2 separate regions of the Pan troglodytes genome follow, and region 1 is linked to region 2. Evidence: chromatin contacts called from public Hi-C data. All regions are on one chromosome and are shown on one strand. The core of a region is the stretch at or near the end of the contact, and the rest is flanking DNA. Distances in the headings are between cores, read along the strand shown. Region 1 holds the start of NTRK3 (neurotrophic receptor tyrosine kinase 3). Region 2 has its middle 490 kb from the start of NTRK3.

Region 1 (2,917 bases), core at 93-2,592, 490 kb before region 2:
GTCCCCTCCCAGCCAAGACCAGCGCCCCAGACTCTAGATTACGGAAATGAGTGTCATTCAGACCAAGGACTGCGCGTCTGCGGTCCCGGTCCCCGGCTCTGGGTGCTTCTCTGGGGTGTCTGTGCGCTCCGGCACCCCCCGTCGCCGTCCGTGAGCCTGCGCCCCCCACCCACCCAGGCTTGGGAGCGCCCCCCACCCAAGGCTTGGGAGCACTCCCCAATCACCTCCGCCACGTTCATTTCACTTCCTACCGCGGTCCGGATTGCAGCAAAACCGGGTAGCGCGAGGGCCAAAAAGTGGAAAGGAGAGCGCCTTTCCGTGTCGTGCAGCCAGCTCGCCAACTCTCCCTCCCCAGCCCCGACCCTCGCAATCTCAACTGCAACTTTTTCCCTTCGGTCTCGGTTTCCCCCGGGCTGCGGCTAGCGGGCGCCGCGCTGCGAGGCGTGGAGCGGGCGGGCTGCCGCGAGGCTGCGGGTGGCGGTGCCGGCTACAGCCGCGAGCCGGCGAGTGGGTGGGTGGGTGGGTGGGGAGGAGGGAGAGGACGGGCGGGGAGAGAGACGGGTGTGGGGAGGGGAGGGAGGGGGAGATTCCGCTCTCCTGCCGCTCCCAGCCCGGGCGGGGGGCGGGGGGAGGAGGCCGCGACGAGGGAGGGGAGGAGGGAGGGAGGAAGGGAGGGAGGGAGCCGAGGAAGACGCTCCGATAACCCGTGCGTTTCGTAAGGCTCGGAGCACTTGTACATTTCTGCAGCCGCGCGGCGAGCCATTCGCGGCGGCTGCTGCAGCTCCTACTGCATCTTCCTTCTCTTCCTTTCATCGGGCTCCGGGTGTGTGTATGTGTGAGAGTGTGTGAGTGTGTGTGTTTTGCAGGTGTGTGGTGTGTCCGTTTTAATTCTGCCCAGTAGGTGGGACTTGGTGACTTTAGCACCATTTTTTCCTTTTCCTTTTTTTTTTTTTTTTTTGCCTCCCCACCGTCTGTTGCAACCCTGCAAAGTCTCGGAGTCGGAGAGCGCGCCTCGCTTCCAGAGCCCCCGGACCCGGCGAGTCAGCGATCGCCGAGCCGGCCACCATGCCCGGCAGACCGCGCCACTAGGCGCTCCTCGCGGCTCCCACCCGGCGGCGGCGGCGGCGGCGGCGGCGGCGGCGGCGGCGGCGGCGGCCGCGATGGTTTCAGACGCTGAAGGATTTTGCATCTGATCACTCGGCGTTTCAAAGGCAGAGGCCCCCCCTCCCCCTTCTCCCCTCCCTCGCCGTCTTTGTTTCCTTCCCCCCCTGCTCTCCCCACTCCCCCCACCCCACCCCCCTCTCCTCTCCTCCTCCTCTTTTTTAGAAGCAGCGATCGGAGATGGATGTCTCTCTTTGCCCAGCCAAGTGTAGTTTCTGGCGGATTTTCTTGCTGGGAAGCGTCTGGCTGGACTATGTGGGCTCCGTGCTGGCTTGCCCTGCAAATTGTGTCTGCAGCAAGACTGAGATCAATTGCCGGCGGCCGGACGATGGGAACCTCTTCCCCCTCCTGGAAGGGCAGGATTCAGGGAACAGCAATGGGAACGCCAGCATCAACATCACGGACATCTCAAGGAATATCACTTCCATGTAAGTCAGGCGGCCGCTCCCCAGCCTGCCTCCCCCGCGCTCCGCGTCTCCCTCCTGCCCGCCCGCGGCCGGGAGCCGGCCCTCCGCCCGCCCCAGCTCGCCGCTGCCCGCCGCCCGCTGGGCGCGCGTCAGGCTCGCTCTGGCTCGGGAGATGCTCTCCGGCTGCGCATTCCAGGTGACTCCGGCCCTGGCGAGGCGCGATCCGGCGATGCGTGTGTGTGCCTCTCCCCGGAGAGGACCCTGGCCGCCGAGGGCACGCGGGGCCCAGCTACCGCCCGCCCCCCAACCAGTTGCTGGCTCGTTTCGATGGTGCAAATTGTTTTTTTTGCTCCCCACTAAATAGCAACAGTTTGGCCACGCTCAAGTGGAATAAAGTAGACGAGGTTCGATTCTTTGGCAGAGGCGGCAGCAGCGGTGGCAGCGGCGACAGCGCTTAGCCGGCAGGGAAGGTGACAGATAGGGACTGCTCGCGATCCAGCCGAGGTGTTTAACTATTTCCATTTGGAAACAGTAAAACATGCTGACAAGTAAACAAGTTGCGAGCTGGCTGCTCGCGGGGAGACTTTGGACGTGTGGAGGCCGTCATGGACGCCTACCTCTTCCCTTCCCCTCCTGCAGCCCGCCCTCTCCAGCCCCATTTTGGGCATTTCCGAGACACCCCCTTTGCCACCCTCATCTGCATCTGGGCGCCTACAGATCCCTTCCCAGTTTGGGCTTTGATAACTGCTCGGAATAATTCCGAGTCAGGATGGAGCAGGGAGAGGAGAGGGCGTGTGTTTTGAGGAGAGGGGTTTCTTGTGTGATCGTGCGGATCGGTTCATTTGGAACATTCAACTCTGGCTGGCTTTTGCTTGGTTCTGCCCCCTCCGAGGGAGACCAGTGCTGGCCTGCTCTTTTCTCCTTGCTATTTTTCTTTGGTGGGGATGGCAGCAGACGCAAAGGAGAGGACAGATCGAGGGCTGGGGACCGGAGAGTCTGCTCCTCTTTTCTTTCGTTGACCTCGGCCAGGTGACCCCTTCCTAACCTACCACCCTGGAGAAGGGTGTGGACCGTACTGGAATTGCTCAGAGGATAATTCTCACCTCTTTTCCCCCAAGGCTTCCAGCCCTTGGGGACCCTCAGCAACGGGTAGGCAGCTGAGAAGGGTTTGTGCTGAGGTCCTGGCCAAGGTCTGGAGGAAGGCATTTTGGGTGGCTCTTTACCCCTTCGACGGACTTAAGGGGGCCGGACCTGCCTTTGGTGCTGCTCTGGGAGCACCTCCCCTTGCTTCAGCCCAGGGCCATGGGGCTGCAAAGCCTGGAGGAATTGCAGTCCTGCTCTCTGGAAAG
Region 2 (2,700 bases), core at 158-2,657:
GATGATAGTTTGGGGAGGGAAGTACAAGGGAGAAAGGAAACCAGCTGAGTGACTTTTTAGAGTTCGTTAGACCAAGAAGAATAAAAATGAGGGCTGGAGTAGAAGATGGGATAGGAAGGTATATCAGTTTTCTGTAGCTGCATAACAGTTACCCCAAAATTAGTTGCTTTAAGCAACACGTTTAGTATCTCAGTTTCTGTGGGTCAGGAATCTGGGCATAGCTTAGCTGGGTCCTCTGATTTGAGGTTTCTCCCCAGCTGTAGTTAAGGTGATGACCAGGGCTCCTGTTATCTGGAAGTTCAACTGGGTCAGGATCCTTTTGCAAAGACTCTCAGGGGTTGTTGGCAGGACTCAGTTTCTTACTGGCTGTTAGCTGGAGGTCACTCTGTCCTTTACCAGGTAGCTCTCTCTATCAGAACAAACAGAGCCAGAAAGAGAATGTGAGTAAGATGGAAGTCTCAGAATTTTGTAACCTGATAACAGAAGTGGCATCCCACTGTGTTTGCCGTGGTCTATTGCTTGGAAATCTCCAGGTCCAGCCCATGCTCAGGACGTTACACAAGGGGACTGCACTAGGGTGCAGACACCAGAGGGGAGACCACTGGGAGCTATATCAGAAGTCACCTACTACAGGAGCGTCTGGAAGAAGTGGAGAAACCTGAGCTGACATGAACAAGACTGAGGATTATGGGGATAAAGAAGGAGTAGACAGTGCTTCCAGAGCTTTAGTTTGGGCAAGGATGATTGCTGATGCCATTATTTGAAATGAGCATGGCAAAGTGAGGAGACAGGGGAAGTGAGTTAAGCCTTGAGACATTAAATGTCAAACTGAGCATGAATCATTCTGGGCCCCTGGCTACTCAGAAGCCCAGTAGAAAGGAACTCTTGACTTCCGACTGGGCACCCACAGTCATACTGCTCTATTCTCTTACTCCTCTCTGTGCCTTAGAGTTTGCATTGACTAAAGGAATTCAGAGTGAGGTTGCCAGCAAGCAGAGGTGATTAAAGTGGGTTTAACATTCCAGTCATTTCCATGGAAATTACTAGGCTCTGACTCTTGTGCCAGGTCCCTGCGTCTGCTGCTAGAGCTGAGGAGTCAAAGAGGCCAACAAAGCCCAAACTTGCATGATGCTTTAAGGAGACCATGAAAAAGACACAGGGCTGTACACAGTCAAGCCTGCCCAGCTCAGCTCTTTTTGAGAAACATGGCAAGTGGCTTATTTAACATTATTTTTTTCCATGTGTGTAAACTTCCTAAAAGGTTGACCTAAATGAGTTCTTAGCAAGATCTGATAGCCCAGGACAATGAAATAATCCGTTTTAATAGGATTACAGGCTGCGCTAAGGGAGACTGGCAGCTTTTAGGCTCTGCATTGTAATATGTGCTTAAAGAAAGCACGGGAGAGAGGAGACAGAAGACAGGTTTCCTGTGTTGTTTTGCACTCCCTTAACTGCTGATATCTCTAGCTCACAGTATCTTTGGCTGCTCAAACTGAGGACATCTGGGATCCTCTTCCGGCATTGTCTCCAGCTAGTTCTGAGTCTTTCCGCCTCTCCAGACTTTCGTGAAAGGATACAGTGAACTGAACAATCCCTCAAGGATAGTAGAGTAAAGGCCTGGTTTCTTCAGGTCATCCTTCCCCCAAGGTCTCCTCCTATCTCCATTATTTCAGGTCCTTGATTGCATGAGTCAGTGGGGAAGAGACTACAGACTTGACCCAGGGAGTCTCCAAGAGAGATTCTGCGTGCTGGAGCCCGGGCTGTTCCTGGGTCTTGTGACACCGGTCATGATGTTCACGATACAGAGTCTCTGTAGTACTCACTGTGGAAAGTGCTGCCATGTGGGAAAGGGGTTGTATAAAGTATTTTCCTAGTGCAAAGCAGCCCTGTGAGTAGCAGGCCCTCCCTCCTTTACTTATGTTTGGAGAGGGAATGCTGGCTGACATGCAGGAGGACCTGATCTGAATTTTAAATGGAATTCCTTCTCTAACGACGACACGTTCTGTGAATGGCAAGGCCAATCAAGAAGAAAAAAATTAAATTCCATCCTCACAAGGGCAGGTGAGACCCGTGTCAGATCAGTAGCAAACTGTTAATTAAGAATATATTCTGCAAAAGAACCCATGCTCAGTGCACCAGAATGCCTTAAGTCAGCGCTTTAAAGGCAATAAAGCTAATTCGAAAATGTATTCATTGAGTCATAATGAGTGAATGAAAACAATATTTTGTCAAAGTTTCATTCAATTAAAGAAGCACGAAGAGGCTATCTTATTAATCACCAGTTTGAATGTTCTGAATATCAACTTGGTTTAAAAAAAACCTAATTTTTTAGCCTCAATCAAGCTCCTTGCGTGTCTAGCAGAAGCCAATCTGCTTATTTGAAGACATGATTTTTTTTCTGCGTATGGACCATATATATATATACTTCTTATTCATTATTACCTGGTCCACACTTTGGATTTCTCTTGCCTTGTCTTGAGAGTGGACCACACTCTGCTTTGCCCACCATGGCCCAAGATCAAAGGTGGATATTTCTTAAGATAAATGAGTGAGGTTATAAATGGAATCTGAAGCCAGGGAATAGCAGAGTAGGAGGAGCAAAGTCAGTCAATTCATCAACCGTCTTTATTAAGCACTTGTTTTGTGCACAGCACCATGGGGATATAGGATATAGAAGGTGCATGAACCAGAGTGCCTGCC

Evidence for each region. Hi-C and Micro-C count contacts between places; a contact is called where the count stands out from the background.
Region 1: a contact with region 2 is called in a Hi-C map of stem cell-derived neural progenitor cells, with 2.9 times the contacts expected there. The contact joins the promoter of NTRK3 here to the enhancer-like site in region 2. A contact is called at or near these places in 1 of 7 Hi-C or Micro-C datasets (stem cell-derived neural progenitor cells) and 1 of 1 datasets of contacts at active chromatin or transcription factors (stem cell-derived excitatory neurons).

The regions. Positions count from the first base shown.
Region 1 is chr16:80,048,641-80,051,557 of NHGRI_mPanTro3-v2.0_pri, reverse strand. NTRK3 (neurotrophic receptor tyrosine kinase 3) reads left to right here and starts at 1,342. Exons shown (of 17, transcript NM_001034123.1): 1 at 1,342-1,589. The coding sequence starts at 1,342. It overlaps LOC134808576 (5E5 antigen-like), which reads left to right and starts at 47. Exons shown (of 4, transcript XM_063795453.1): 1 at 47-150; 2 at 356-507; 3 at 611-823; 4 at 991-1,193. The coding sequence starts at 47. The coding sequence ends at 1,193. The region is part of intron 1 of LOC107968414 (a long non-coding RNA gene); the gene reads right to left.
Region 2 is chr16:79,556,053-79,558,752 of NHGRI_mPanTro3-v2.0_pri, reverse strand. No RefSeq gene overlaps it. Among named protein-coding and RNA genes, the nearest start is that of NTRK3, 490 kb to the left of the region's middle. Within about 2 kb of position 1,407, at least 3 of the 24 cell types and tissues checked have an H3K27ac peak or open chromatin away from gene starts, as enhancers often do. A contact at or near this core is called in stem cell-derived neural progenitor cells, where this site is marked.